Linked DNA regions of Danio rerio: region 2 is linked to region 1. A link is a contact called in public HiChIP or PLAC-seq data. All regions are on one chromosome and are shown on one strand. The core of a region is the stretch at or near the end of the contact, and the rest is flanking DNA. Distances in the headings are between cores, read along the strand shown.

Evidence for each region. HiChIP or PLAC-seq counts read pairs in DNA pulled down with a chosen protein or histone mark.
Region 2: a contact with region 1 is called in an H3K4me3 HiChIP or PLAC-seq map of gastrula embryo, with 3 times the contacts expected there. The contact joins the promoter of lrrc38a here to the promoter of rcc2 in region 1. A contact is called at or near these places in 2 of 4 datasets of contacts at active chromatin or transcription factors (embryo and gastrula embryo).

The regions. Positions count from the first base shown.
Region 1 is chr23:24,442,971-24,449,017 of GRCz12tu, reverse strand. rcc2 (regulator of chromosome condensation 2) reads left to right here and starts at 2,862. Exons shown (of 13, transcript NM_213176.1): 1 at 2,862-2,992; 2 at 3,972-4,185; 3 at 4,468-4,561. The coding sequence starts at 3,982. It overlaps arhgef10lb (Rho guanine nucleotide exchange factor (GEF) 10-like b), which reads right to left and starts at 3,163. Exons shown (of 29, transcript XM_073938954.1): 1 at 2,705-3,163; 2 at 2,552-2,616; 3 at 233-352.
Region 2 is chr23:24,707,649-24,714,318 of GRCz12tu, reverse strand. lrrc38a (leucine rich repeat containing 38a) reads left to right here and starts at 1,254. Exons shown (of 3, transcript XM_691249.9): 1 at 1,254-1,416; 2 at 1,643-3,093. The coding sequence starts at 2,466.

The sequences.
Region 1 (6,047 bases), core at 1,613-4,112:
AACACATTCTTTAATATGGAGTCAATACTGAATCAAGTGGCATGATTGTTACGCACAATCACTCTTTCATCTGACAGTCTGGATGTTTTTGTTGTTGTTAATGTTGTTTTTTGTAATAATCTACAGCTTCATGATTATCACTCCCCCCTAGTGAGTTGCATTGTTACATTTTGTACATGTAAAACAACCTAAGCACTGCATTTTTGAGCTCTTATTCCAAAGAAAGACTTACTCACAGGCCTGGTCTTAAGTCCCTTAAAATGTCACCCCTCTGATTTTGTCCTTATTGATCAGGAGCTATCAATACAAATCCATTGTCACGTCTGCTCCCATCTTTGCGCAGTGCAGCCATCTGTGAATGTAAAATTGATGACACCACTGTATCTTCCTCAGAAAGCACAACAGATGTAAACAGCTGATCTGCGGTCTTTTAGTGGAAGAACAAGTTCTGAGTCTCTCCCGGTGCATTAACTGACACGGTGAAAAAGAGAACTCTTCTCCCTCTATTCTTTTCACTCAGTCCCTCCCTTTTTCCTTTCTTTTCACTCACTCCTTCCCCCTGCCGTACATCAGGAGAGAGCCTCCATGTAAATATTCTCAGGAACAACCAGCCAATGAAAGACGAGCAGGGCTGCAATCCGACCAATCAATGACTACTTCCAGCTTTCTTTCAGAAATTCCATGCTGCTGGATTCAGGATTTTTTCCAACTGTGTCCAAAAACGTAAACATTTTTTTTATAAATATTTGACTAATGACGTATATAACAACTAATGGTGGTAAACATTAGAAAGCCAAGAATACTGTTTATTATTTCCTAGACTGTTTTTATTTCCTCCCTGAAGTTACTTCAAATGTCAGTCAAGTTAAACAAGATAGACCAGGTTGTTTTTGTCCTTTTCACCTCTATTGAATATCCTGGTTTAAGTAAGATAAAATGCACCATAATGTTTGTATTTCCTATGACAAGCCATTTTGACTTTGATTTATTTCCAGGATTTGATTAAGATCTCTAATTATGATTTGTGAATGGCAGTTTATTGGCATATTGTGTAAAGATATTTACAGCTATTACAAATTACTTATTAACATTTATTTTTTTATATCAATTTGATTTCTGTGTTTTTGGTATCAAGAATTGGTGTTTTTATTAGTGAAGTAATTCTTACAAAATCTGTTGCAAAAATTACCATTTATGATCAACTGCCCCACCAAGAAAAACTATTTTGGATTGCATTTCTAAACTCCTAGTTCTTCTTAACTCATTTTTGTACAACACATCTAATAAATTCTAAAATATAAATCACTACCAAATAGTTGACATGTCAGATTATGCTAAAAGTACTGTAATTAATACATATACTATGAAAAATCTGATAATTTGAAGTGTAGGACCAATTTATTTAAAAAATAATCAAAATAAAAAATGTTTGAATACTAAATCCTTTTTTTTTAAGTTTGCCATAAAATATTTCAGATTCTCATTTAACATGCTTTCTTGTTGTTGTTATTTTACTATAAAACTAAAATCAAGTGTAGTAGTGCAACAAGATTATGCTTGCATGTTTATTTTGTAAACCAACAATTCAGTCTAGTGTAAACCATTCTTCAAAACAATCAAACTATGGTCAAGCATTTGGTAGAGCAGGCAGTTAAAGGGTTAAGAATGATTTTAAAATAACATTATTTAACAATATGTGGCTCTTTATGGATTCTCAGAAGCTATAGACATTAAAGATGTAAAACAAAAAATACATTGGGACCATTGTTTTTGTTAATATCCCTCAAAATGGTCTGTAAAATATATGTTTGCTTTTACAAATAACCTGACAGCAAGGTAAAATGAACATGTTATTTGTTTATGTTGGTGTCCTGACATTTTGTCCTACCCATCAGTTTATGCTACCAACACTGTATTTGAATGGATCTGATGTTGGGGTTAGGGATTAGGTAGGTTAGAGCGATATTACAGCTTTATATCACACTCAGTAGTCCACATTAAAATTTGCAGGTAATAAAATCTGATGGGTAGCATAATACTTTTTGAAGGGGAGATAGTAGAACAATATGACAAGGTACGACAAATCAACTGATTACTGCTGTCCATGCAGACATATCATACCCATTAGATTATACTACCAACACTGTATTTGAATGGTTCTGGGGTTGGGGTTAATGATTTAGGTAGGTTAGGGTGATAATACAGCATGCTCCACATTAAAATTTACACTGGTGGCATAATCTGATGGGTAGCACTAAACATTTTCAAGGGGAGGTAGGACAATGTGACAAGTAATAGACAGAATACTGGTGGTGTTCTTACATTTTGTCCTACCCATCAGATTTAACCAACAGTTAAAGTGGTTCTGGGGGTTGAGTTAGAGATTAGGTAGGGCAATATTACAGCTTCATATCACTCTTCTTCACATTAAAATTTACACTGGTAGCAAAATCTGATGGGTAGCATAATAATTTTTGAAGTGGAGGTAGGACAATCTGACAAGGTAGGACAAATCGGCAGAACACCAGCCATCATCAATCCTCACACTTACCATATTAGTAACAAAGAACACTCCATGTACACAATTACCTGTTTCTTTCAATCAAACGGACACCACTTTCCATGTATAAGCAAAACAGATGATTATGAAGACTGAAGTAGATAGATATATTGAAATATTTTTATGCTCTTTGATGAAACTCACAAAAACGTCAAAACCGGTCAAAATACGCATCTCACAATGGACAAAATGCATGTCCTCCAACTCAGCAGAGGGCGCTATTACGTCTCGTTTGTCCAGCTCGAAATTTGTAGTTCTCTCAGCTCTGAATCTCATCCTCGTGTGTTTGTTTTGTGGACTACACGCTCACTGCCATGAAAGTTACATGAGTGCTTAAACTGTACATTTGGACCTAAATTTACTTAAGGAATACACAGAGGAGAAATACCTCTTACGCTTAACATCCAACGTGTCGATCCCATCATAACACAGGTAAACTTGCGATCTTTAAGTTAGATAAGTTTTTGCGAGTTTCTACGCTTAATGACATTATAATCCTGTTAATTGTGCGGTTTTTTACATCTTAAATGTGAAATTAAGCGATCGGTCCAGACAGATGTGTGCGGTGTAAAGCCCTGAGTGTGCGCTGCACCCACGTGGTTTGATCGCGAGGCTGCGAGTCTTTTGTTCCGAATCAATCAAAAAAACGAGGAAGACGGACAGACATAAGTAGAGCATCTGAATCAGGAAATCTACTTATATAATAACCGCATCTTCCAGCACAACAGACCAAGCCGCAGCCTCTTAACTTGACACATTTATACTCCTACAACTTTAATATTTGTATTTAAAGTATAAAGAGGAAAGTTTAACTCAGGTAAGTTATGATATTCACGATGTTTATGAATGCGGCTTCGGATGCAAATGCAGTGTAGCATGCTAACACGGCTACGTCTGCATCGTACACATCTGTAAACGTTATGTCTTTCGAATGAACTAAGTTTACGGCTTGGGCTGTTTTAACGGGACAGGGCAGATATATAACACGTGGGTAATGGAATAGTTTAGTTACTAGTTTGGTTGAAGCACAGCGGTGCTAGTTGGCTAACCGGCGGCTGCGTTATAAAACATAACAAAGAAACAAATGGAGACTGAGTGAGACAGACGCGTTGCTGCTGATTCTTTTGTTGCAGCATTGCTAGTCTGTTAGCATAGCACAGGACATCTGCTTTCATGACGCTTTATGATTATATTTTTAGATAAATACGCAGAAATACTAATGAGCGCAGATGTTTGTGTTTTCTTAAGGTTTCTTTAGCTGTGAGATAATTGGGAATTTGGACCAGAAGGAGAAATGAATCAGACTGTTTCTTCTTTCGAGTGTTTTCGGCTCGTTTGATTCTTCTTTCTGTCTCATTATGATCTGTACTGTACACTGCTTGCTTACTACTTTTATTTTGCTTTTTTGTAGGATTTGGAATATGCCACGCAAGAAGGTGACAGATGTGTCTGGGAACGGTGGATTGAAGAGGAAAAGAGGAGGTGGAAAGAAAAAGGAAAGAGAGTTCAGCAGTGATGATGAGTTTGATGACTATGAACAGGAAAACACAAAGAAACCTGGAAAACCAGCAGCTAAAGCGGGTTTGCAACCGGTCACTGTCGCTGATGATGTGAAGGAGAAGATTGTAAGGATGCTTCTTGTATATATTAGTTTGTGTACAAAAAATCTACTTTGAAAAATGATAATAATATACAGAGAATATGTTCAAAATTTAATGTCACTGATCGAAAAACAAAATGCATTTTGGTTACAATAGTTGTGTCTTTTTTTTTTTTTTTGATGATACATAAACAAAAAAAAAATGTAATTATTTTATGTCTTTAAACTTATTAATTTATTTTACAAGCAGTTTAAGAATTATATTGATTGCTCGTAGATTTATTAATTTTTTTCTCCTGTTGTGCAGAAACTCGAGGTTCCCAAAGTTAAAGGTCAGCTGCTCATTTTTGGGGCCACCAACTGGGACCTGATTGGCAGAAAAGAAGTGCCAAAACAGCAAGGTATGTTCACATTTGAGCCAGAGATATCCATGTTAGATTTTAGTTTGAGAGGCGTTTGTAAAGAAGTTTGTCTGAGTGAGTCATCTTTGTTAATCTTTTAATAGGACACTGACACACCAGATTTTAGTTGGCCGTTTTGTTTTCTCTCAAGTAGTTTAGTGCTGTTCCTGGCCTCTGATGGCTAATGGGACGTCCTGGTTGTTTAAGTTTATTAAGATTTAAAGGAAATAAGTTCTGGATTCCTCAGTGCTTACAAATTGAGATGGAGTGAGTAATGTAGACCTGTGCTAATAGAAGTGCTTTTTTTACTTCCATTTTTTATTATTATTATTATTTTTTGAGTATGTTGGCCATAATTCTACCCAACCAATGAACTTGTTTTTTTCCATTGTTGCACTTAAAGTTTTTTTTTTTAACCAAGAAATTCAAATTTAGTAATAAAGAGACAGTTTTTCCTCAGTTTCCTCCAGCTCAGGTGCTTCTTAAAGGGCCATGAAACCCCCTCGTTTCAGCAGGGTGTTTTCACACCTCCACTTTGGAAAAAGTCAGAAAAGTGGGGGTGTCCAGCTCTGTTTAGGGGGGAGTGTCGGAGGAACTAAAGTGGGAGGGTGTGGGAGTGTCTATTTGGGCACGCGCGAGTTTCAGTCAAAATACACACACAGGAGAAAGAGATGGTGTTTTACCTACACGGACATCTGTAGTCGAATTATTTGCCAAATTATTAAATGGTGGACTTTAACTGCAGTTTGGCTCTTTCATTCAGGGAATTCATTCATGCCCCTCGCGACAAACGCGATATTTGATTCGAGGATCTGCTCTAAGCGTGTATTTTTCATGCAATGTTTGATACCGCATGGCGAATGACAGAAAAAAAACTCCGCATTTCCCGGAAACTTAGACGCACACGGCAGGTAACGTCAGAAAGCCGCGTGTGTTATTCCGGTCACAAAATGCGGTGCTAACATGTTTGCCCTCAGTGCAATAGTTAACTTAATTCGAAACGAACAAACTGAATAAACAAAGAGCACTGGTCGCTCACTTACCAAATCTGTAGAGACAGGACAATCACCAGCAACTAGAGCCGCGTCTGAAGAGAAGACTACATCCGGAATCCGGATCTCAGCGTTTGCAGATGAGAACAGCTCTCAGGTAAACAATAATCCCCCTTAGACACGTAAATTATTGTTGTCGCGCGTCGCGTACACTGTTAATCCACACGTGAGTCTGAGCTCTCACAGAGAGAAAATGAAAACGAAACTTAACTGCAGCAAAATTTAAAAGCAACACTTCACGCTTGTTTTGCCAACACTACGTGGCGTCTCTGTGGTGTAAAGACGGTGACACTAATGAATATTAATGAAGTTGCACAATAGAGCGCGCTGATTGGTTTGAACCAAGGCTTACTCATGCATTAATGCATCACACTGTAAGACGTAATAAGGCACACTCTGGCACAGACGCCCAGTCTGCACGCTGGAATACACGC
Region 2 (6,670 bases), core at 5-2,504, 270 kb before region 1:
AGGTCATGACAAATCGAGGTCAAGTAAAGTAGCATCAACAGCTAACCTTTGAAATACGATCGAACTCTGTCAAGCCCATCTGATAACTGTAGCATCAGTTCATTGGCTGTGGTGGACAACAGTGTCTGTTTAATCCCAGTGGAATTAGCAACACAACAAACCACACCAAAACTACAATGAATTATTAATCCAGTAATCCTATAATCTGTATTAATACGTTGCCATGTTATTCTACCTATACTACTGTATGCTTAAATCTACATGAATGCAATTTGCCAGTACTGTTGTGATTGAAAATGCTTTAATGACTTGGCCCAGTTTCCTTGATCCCATGTAGTTAGGACTTCGACGCTGTGCATTCAAGTGGGTGTCCTAGTTTCCGAGACATTCATATTTTGTGACTATCTGTGCTTTTTTTCCCCAACTCAAACTATTTATTTTGTCGCCAGTTGTCTCAGGATTGCATAGGTTCACAGAGGTGACAGTCTCTTGCTCTTGGGCATGTTGGTGAGGATCATCTAGAATGAGGGCCTAGAATGCACCTGGAAGAAAAGTGTGTCACCATGTCCTCAGTTGAGGCTGACAGGTGCTCTATTTTTTTGAGAGGGGCTGACATGCAGACTTCTGGCTGTGTTCAAATGTGTATATGGGATTATCTCATGTTTCTGTTTTAAAGACCCTGGTGAGAGAATCTAGGCTCCACTAAGCCTCATCATACACCTTCCTTGACATGGTTCCGTGAAAAGACATGGAATCAACTCATGTCCTCCAAAGCAGGGCACACAGATTACCATCCTTTTATTTTCTTGCATGCAAACTACATTTAGATCCCAGTAAGTAGCATTATCTTTTGTTTGTGACCTTTCTTGTTGTGTCCCATTGATTACTCAACTGTGTCAAACAGTGTGCTGCTCATGATATTTATCATTAATTCATGTGCCAGACTTTAATTGTTAATAGAAAATCTGCACAGCACTTCCGACACTGTCAAATTCCCTACTGAGAAGATATCCTGTACCTACCTCTTTCTTTGCACTAATGAACTTGACATTTCTTTCTTTTACAGGGACACTAGGGGAAGTTACTTTTCACACAAGTTTTTCAAAGATGTGCCTCATGAAAAGGTCAAAGGCAAGTCTCTTTTTTTCTGTTGTTGGTGATGCCTGCCAGAAAGGTCAAGGTTAGGATTTGACCTATGGGAGTATTGTGTAATTCCACCGGGCAGTGCCATGCCATTCTCCAGTGCATGTGATGTAAGAGGAAAGCTGTCTGTGGTCACAGCATGTGTTCTGTTTGCCTGGAGATTTACAGCAGCACAGGAGTAAACATGAATTCGGAACACAGCGACAAAAATAAACAACAACAGCTGGAAAAGAGATGAGTAATGACTGCTTTCATGGACGCACTAGAGAAGAGGTACTGTCATAACCTTTTTGTATTCCTCACGATGCATGTAGACAGATTTTTGGGGACAGCTGTTACATTTAGAATATAAACAAGCACGATTGAAATGTTTAGCTGTGATGAGGTGGGAAGGTTTTGCGTGCAATATTTGATTCGTACTGTGGCATGCAATAGACAGCAATAATCCTCTCCACTGAGGTTCACACAGTTATTCACAGTCACCATCTCTCACTTTCAGGGCAGTAATCTGCATGCACACAGCACCATGTTAATCGTCACATGCATCACCATGGCAATGGAGCCATAATATAAAATCAGACACTACGTGACTGAATTGAAGGACAACAAAAAGAAACCGAATGTCATGAGATGTCAATACTATTGCCAACAAGTCATTATTCATTCATTCAGAATTGCAACTACAGCCTTGGGTCAAATGTGCTATTAGCACCACGTTACGACTTGCACCTATTCAAGAGCAGAAACGTTTGGACCAAGATAAGGATCCTTACATGGTACACATTTAATTGTGAAAAAATCCAGAATTCCCTTTCAACCGTGGGTTAACCGAGTGGGCTACACCTCCCCTTCTAACGTCACACTGCCCTCCCCTCTCGGTGCCCCCAGCGCTTCCCAGTCTGTGGTTCACTCGTCTCTGTTTACCTCTACTAATCCCTCACATAGCCGTCTCTCTCACTCTCTCTCTCTCTCTCTCCCTTCCCCACATTCTCTCGATTGCTGTCTCTCCTCCCCTTTCATGCTCAGAGCTAGCGGCTTGCCACACGACCCACACTGCCTGCTACATGATCTCCTGGAAAATAGAGCTCCGTGTTTTTGTAGCTGCTTTTCGCTGCACGAGCCTTTGTAGATTGCAATCTAGGAGACAAGGAAAGATGCCTTCACGACAAACCTGACTCTAGTCATCTCCAGATGCACCCCTGTCCCCTTTCCTAGTATCTCACCCCCTGACCTTTTACCCCATCCCCTCTCCTTTACCCTTCTCCAAACCTCCCTCTCTTAATCCCCCCCAAACCTCCCCTTCACCTCGCACCCTCTTGACAATGTTCTCATGTGTACGCTGGCTTCAGCCTTTCCTTGCCTTGCTGTCCTCTACCTTGATATCTTGCGGGTACAACTGTCCATCCAGCTGCTTGTGTCCGGACCATCACACCGTGGACTGCACAGGTCAAGGGCTCACCCGTCTTCCAGACTCCATCCCTTTGGACGTGAGGAGACTCCTTCTGTCTAACAACTGGATTCCCTGGATCCCTTCTGATTTCCTGGTTCTCTACAGTGATTTGGTCTATTTGGATTTAAGGAATAACTCTTTAACGAGGCTGGAGCCTGGGACTCTGAGCACATCCTCCAGGCTGGTCTATCTGGACCTGGGGAGCAACAACTTGACTGAGATCCCCTCTGGAACATTTGGGGAGTCCCGTAGTCTGATCAAGCTACGGCTAGGGAACAATCCATATTTAAATATGGTCAGCAAGGACGCCTTCTTGGGCCTCACCTCCTTACGAGAGCTTGAGCTTGAGAGTAATGCTCTCTCTGGCCTGGACGTTGAAGTGCTGAGCCAGTTGCCTTCCTTGCGGGTGATACGACTGGAAGGCAACCCCTGGGTATGCAACTGCAACTTTGCCAAACTCTTTTTGTGGCTTCTGGAGAATCAACACAAGCTCCCAAATGGTAAGCTGCTTAAATATTACTTTCCCGTTCTGCATCAATCTACATGAAATAATTCTATTTTGAATGCTCGCAGTTTGTGGTGGTTCATGTGTGGAACTTTCAAAAGATCAGTTACACCCAAGGGTGAGAATCCATAAAACCTACTAGAAATCGAATTAGGCCCCGTGTACACTAGTGCGTTTTAGTTTTAAAACAGCGTTTTAGAATGAAAACGATCCGCGTCCACACTAGTGTTTTACCCAGCATTTCTAAACTGCTCTCCGTCCACACCAAAACGCTGAAAACGCACATCACGTGACCACACAAATACTCTCGGGCAAGCGCTGCAGCATTTCTACCCAGATGAGAGCCAGATGAGAGAGTCGGACTGCTCATCAAGCATCTCCAAACTTATTTGTTAAACGTGATATTTAATTAATCTTGTTGTCTATATCTAACGACATATTTCCTGACTTTGGTCTTTTTAATCGATTACTTGTTCACAGGTAACGTGTTTTTGCTGAGCGCAAAGATAAGTTTATAATTAATGTAACCACGTACTTGCTGTATATTGACTGATCGGTTGCCTTTATTTCCTGTAATGTATAAACTTATTGTGCGTTATACTTTCATAATGGCTATTATTGATTATTAAAACTGACATTTAGCAAAGTAGAGAATACGTTTCGTATTTTTATTGAAAATGAAAGGAGGCAGTGATGTTATATAGGCTCTGTTTTATTATAAATATGCATACAGTGAAGATGCAGCACGGCTCCTCAGCATTTCTGCTGTCTGTTAAGTTGTTAATATCAAAATGAAAGTAGGCAGTTACTTAAATCATGTTTTAGTTTTATTGCTGAGAAAGTGAAACAACGTAGCCAGGATGATGTGAAAAAGGTTATAAAGTACACTGTTCCCTTTGAAGCTTTACTGGACATATCCTTGAGGGTCTGTTTTCCATATCAAACTTGCGAAGTCCGAACTTACAGGGAGAGGATGCGAGACTGAACTGTGTGTGTAGGCTACTTAATATTGAGGAAAAGCCCCAATCAGATAGGGGAATGTCTGCAGCCCCGTCTTCGTTTTCAGATGTCTCCATTTTCCCCCATCCACACTAAGACGGAGCAGCAGCGTTTTAGAATAAAAACGGCCTTTCCAGCGTTTTCGAAACGCTCCGTTTTCGCCGCTCGAAAACTCCGGCGTGGACGGATGGTGTAACCGTAGCAAAACTTATCCGTTTTAAAACGAATACGGATTAGTGTAAACGGGCCTTTAGTCGTACATGGTTGGGTTATAGATGGCTAACAGCCCATTGATCACTGACCTAGACTCAACTCATTATTGCGTTAGGCTAATAATTCAATTGGTTAATGCCTTGAAATGAAATAACACAAATTGTCTTCATTTAACCCCTTCATATAATTTGGTATTTAGCTGAATGATGCATAAATGATGCTTTTCAATCCAAGACAGAGAGTCAAACACACTGTAGTAGGTGATCACTAGAATAGGCAGAATATTTTGTGCATATTTCATGAATCATATGCCACACCACATGTTCCCTAATTTTTTCCTTACATCTATTCCTCTTTGTTAATGTTAATTTGAGTAATAACTAAAGGACGAAACTGAGGGAACTCTACTCTCTTCTATATCCACAGTATCTGTTGGTCATTAGGTCAGTTACCTCTAGTTCAAGGTTAAGGTCAATTTAAGATCCACATTAACACCAAATATGGATGCAGGATTCTAACTGGTCCATATAAACACTGGTTACCTTTCACACTTTTTGTCTGTTTTAAACACTAATGTAATAGTAAGCTGAATGCTACAAGTATGTGAATATAAAAAATGTATTTTTATTTATACTAGTAACACGTGTAGTGTAGTATTACACAACCAACTTTTTTTTAAATGTACTAAAAGCAACATACTTTGGGAATGAATATCTTTAATTTTTACATTTACAAATCCAAACAAATGGAATGATATGAATCCTGAATTCACTTCTACCTTCCTCTGATATTATCTTTTTTGGTGTGAATCTTCCTGATTGGATTAAACTCATCATAATGGAAAGATTTGTTTAATCTTCAAAGCTGTTATTTCTGTAGCTTTCTGTTATTTAAAGATGCTTTTTGTGCATAAATGTAAAAAATATGCAATGTTTTTATTTTTAGACAACCACTTTTTTCTTCATAATGAAGGTGGAATAACACAGATTTTCAATCACATCAAATTAAAGCATTTGTTATTTTGATCAATTGTCATTATTTTAATAGACGAATAAAAAAACTCCAAATGACAACATTTGAGCTTGTTACCAGACCTTTATAGAATAAAACAAATAATCCCATAATAAAAATATCCAGTAAATCCAGAGAAACTGAGAATTTTGCATAGTTTAGTATCAAAATAAAATGCTTGAGACACTATAAGGATGGAAATCATGTATTATACAATTTACAGGCAACTGAAAAGATAATGAAATGACATCTAACTGTATACTTTTAAGTTTGAACATTCGTAATGCATTTAATTTTTGCAGATTAATACTATTAACTGTGCTCATTCATTTAACATGAAACGGGTGCTTGTTTCTTGTATCCAAGAAGACAAGGAAAGTTAATTGAATTTGTAAATTGAACTTTCACCCAATCATAAATGTGTACCAACTATAGACCTTGCCGTATTTAATGAACAACTCTTCATCTGTGTGTTTAGATTACTTACATGATAGAAGTTGGAACAGTGGTACAATGACTTGTGTGGTACATTGAATTAATACTAAGTTAATGTTAGTGCATTGATATAATATAACTTGGATATAATATAATTTGATATAGTTATAGAATACTACTTTTGATCCATAAGATAATTATATTGTTTTGGTTTAAACAACTAAAATAATAATAAAAAATCTACCAATAAAATTAAGATTTATGAAAATGTTTTAGACTGCTTATATTACATTTACACATTTGGTATGAATTTGTCTGTATGTATATATATTTATTTATTTTTGTAAAATTGGCATTGCAATCACAGTGTGTAGCTACATAATGCTAGAAATTCTGCCTGAAAAAAATAAACAGAATAATGCATATTATTTAAAATAATGTATGAAGAAAACAACTCAAAACATAGGCTTTAACTTAGATAGTCCAAGAACTACTTACTTGAGTATGGATGAACATGTTACATTCATTATTCAACCCAACACTGAATCTGATACTGATGATGGCGCGATTTCAGTTGCCTGGTAATTGGATATTCCATGATTTCAATCATTATAGTGTCGAGTATATTATTTTTATACTAAACAATGGGAAATTTTCAGTTTCTCTGCGTTTAATGAATATTTTAGGTCTGGATTTACTGGATATTTTAGCTTTGAGTTATATGTTAATATCTGTTTTATTCTCTAAAGGTCTGATAAGCTTAAATATTGTCATTTAGAGGTTGACAATTGGTCAGAACAACAAATGCTTTAATTTGCTGTGATTGAAAATTAGGGTTATTCCACCGTTCTTCTGTAGTCGAAAAGTGGTTGTCTAAAAATAAAAACATGGCTCTTTTTTAATTTATGCACAAA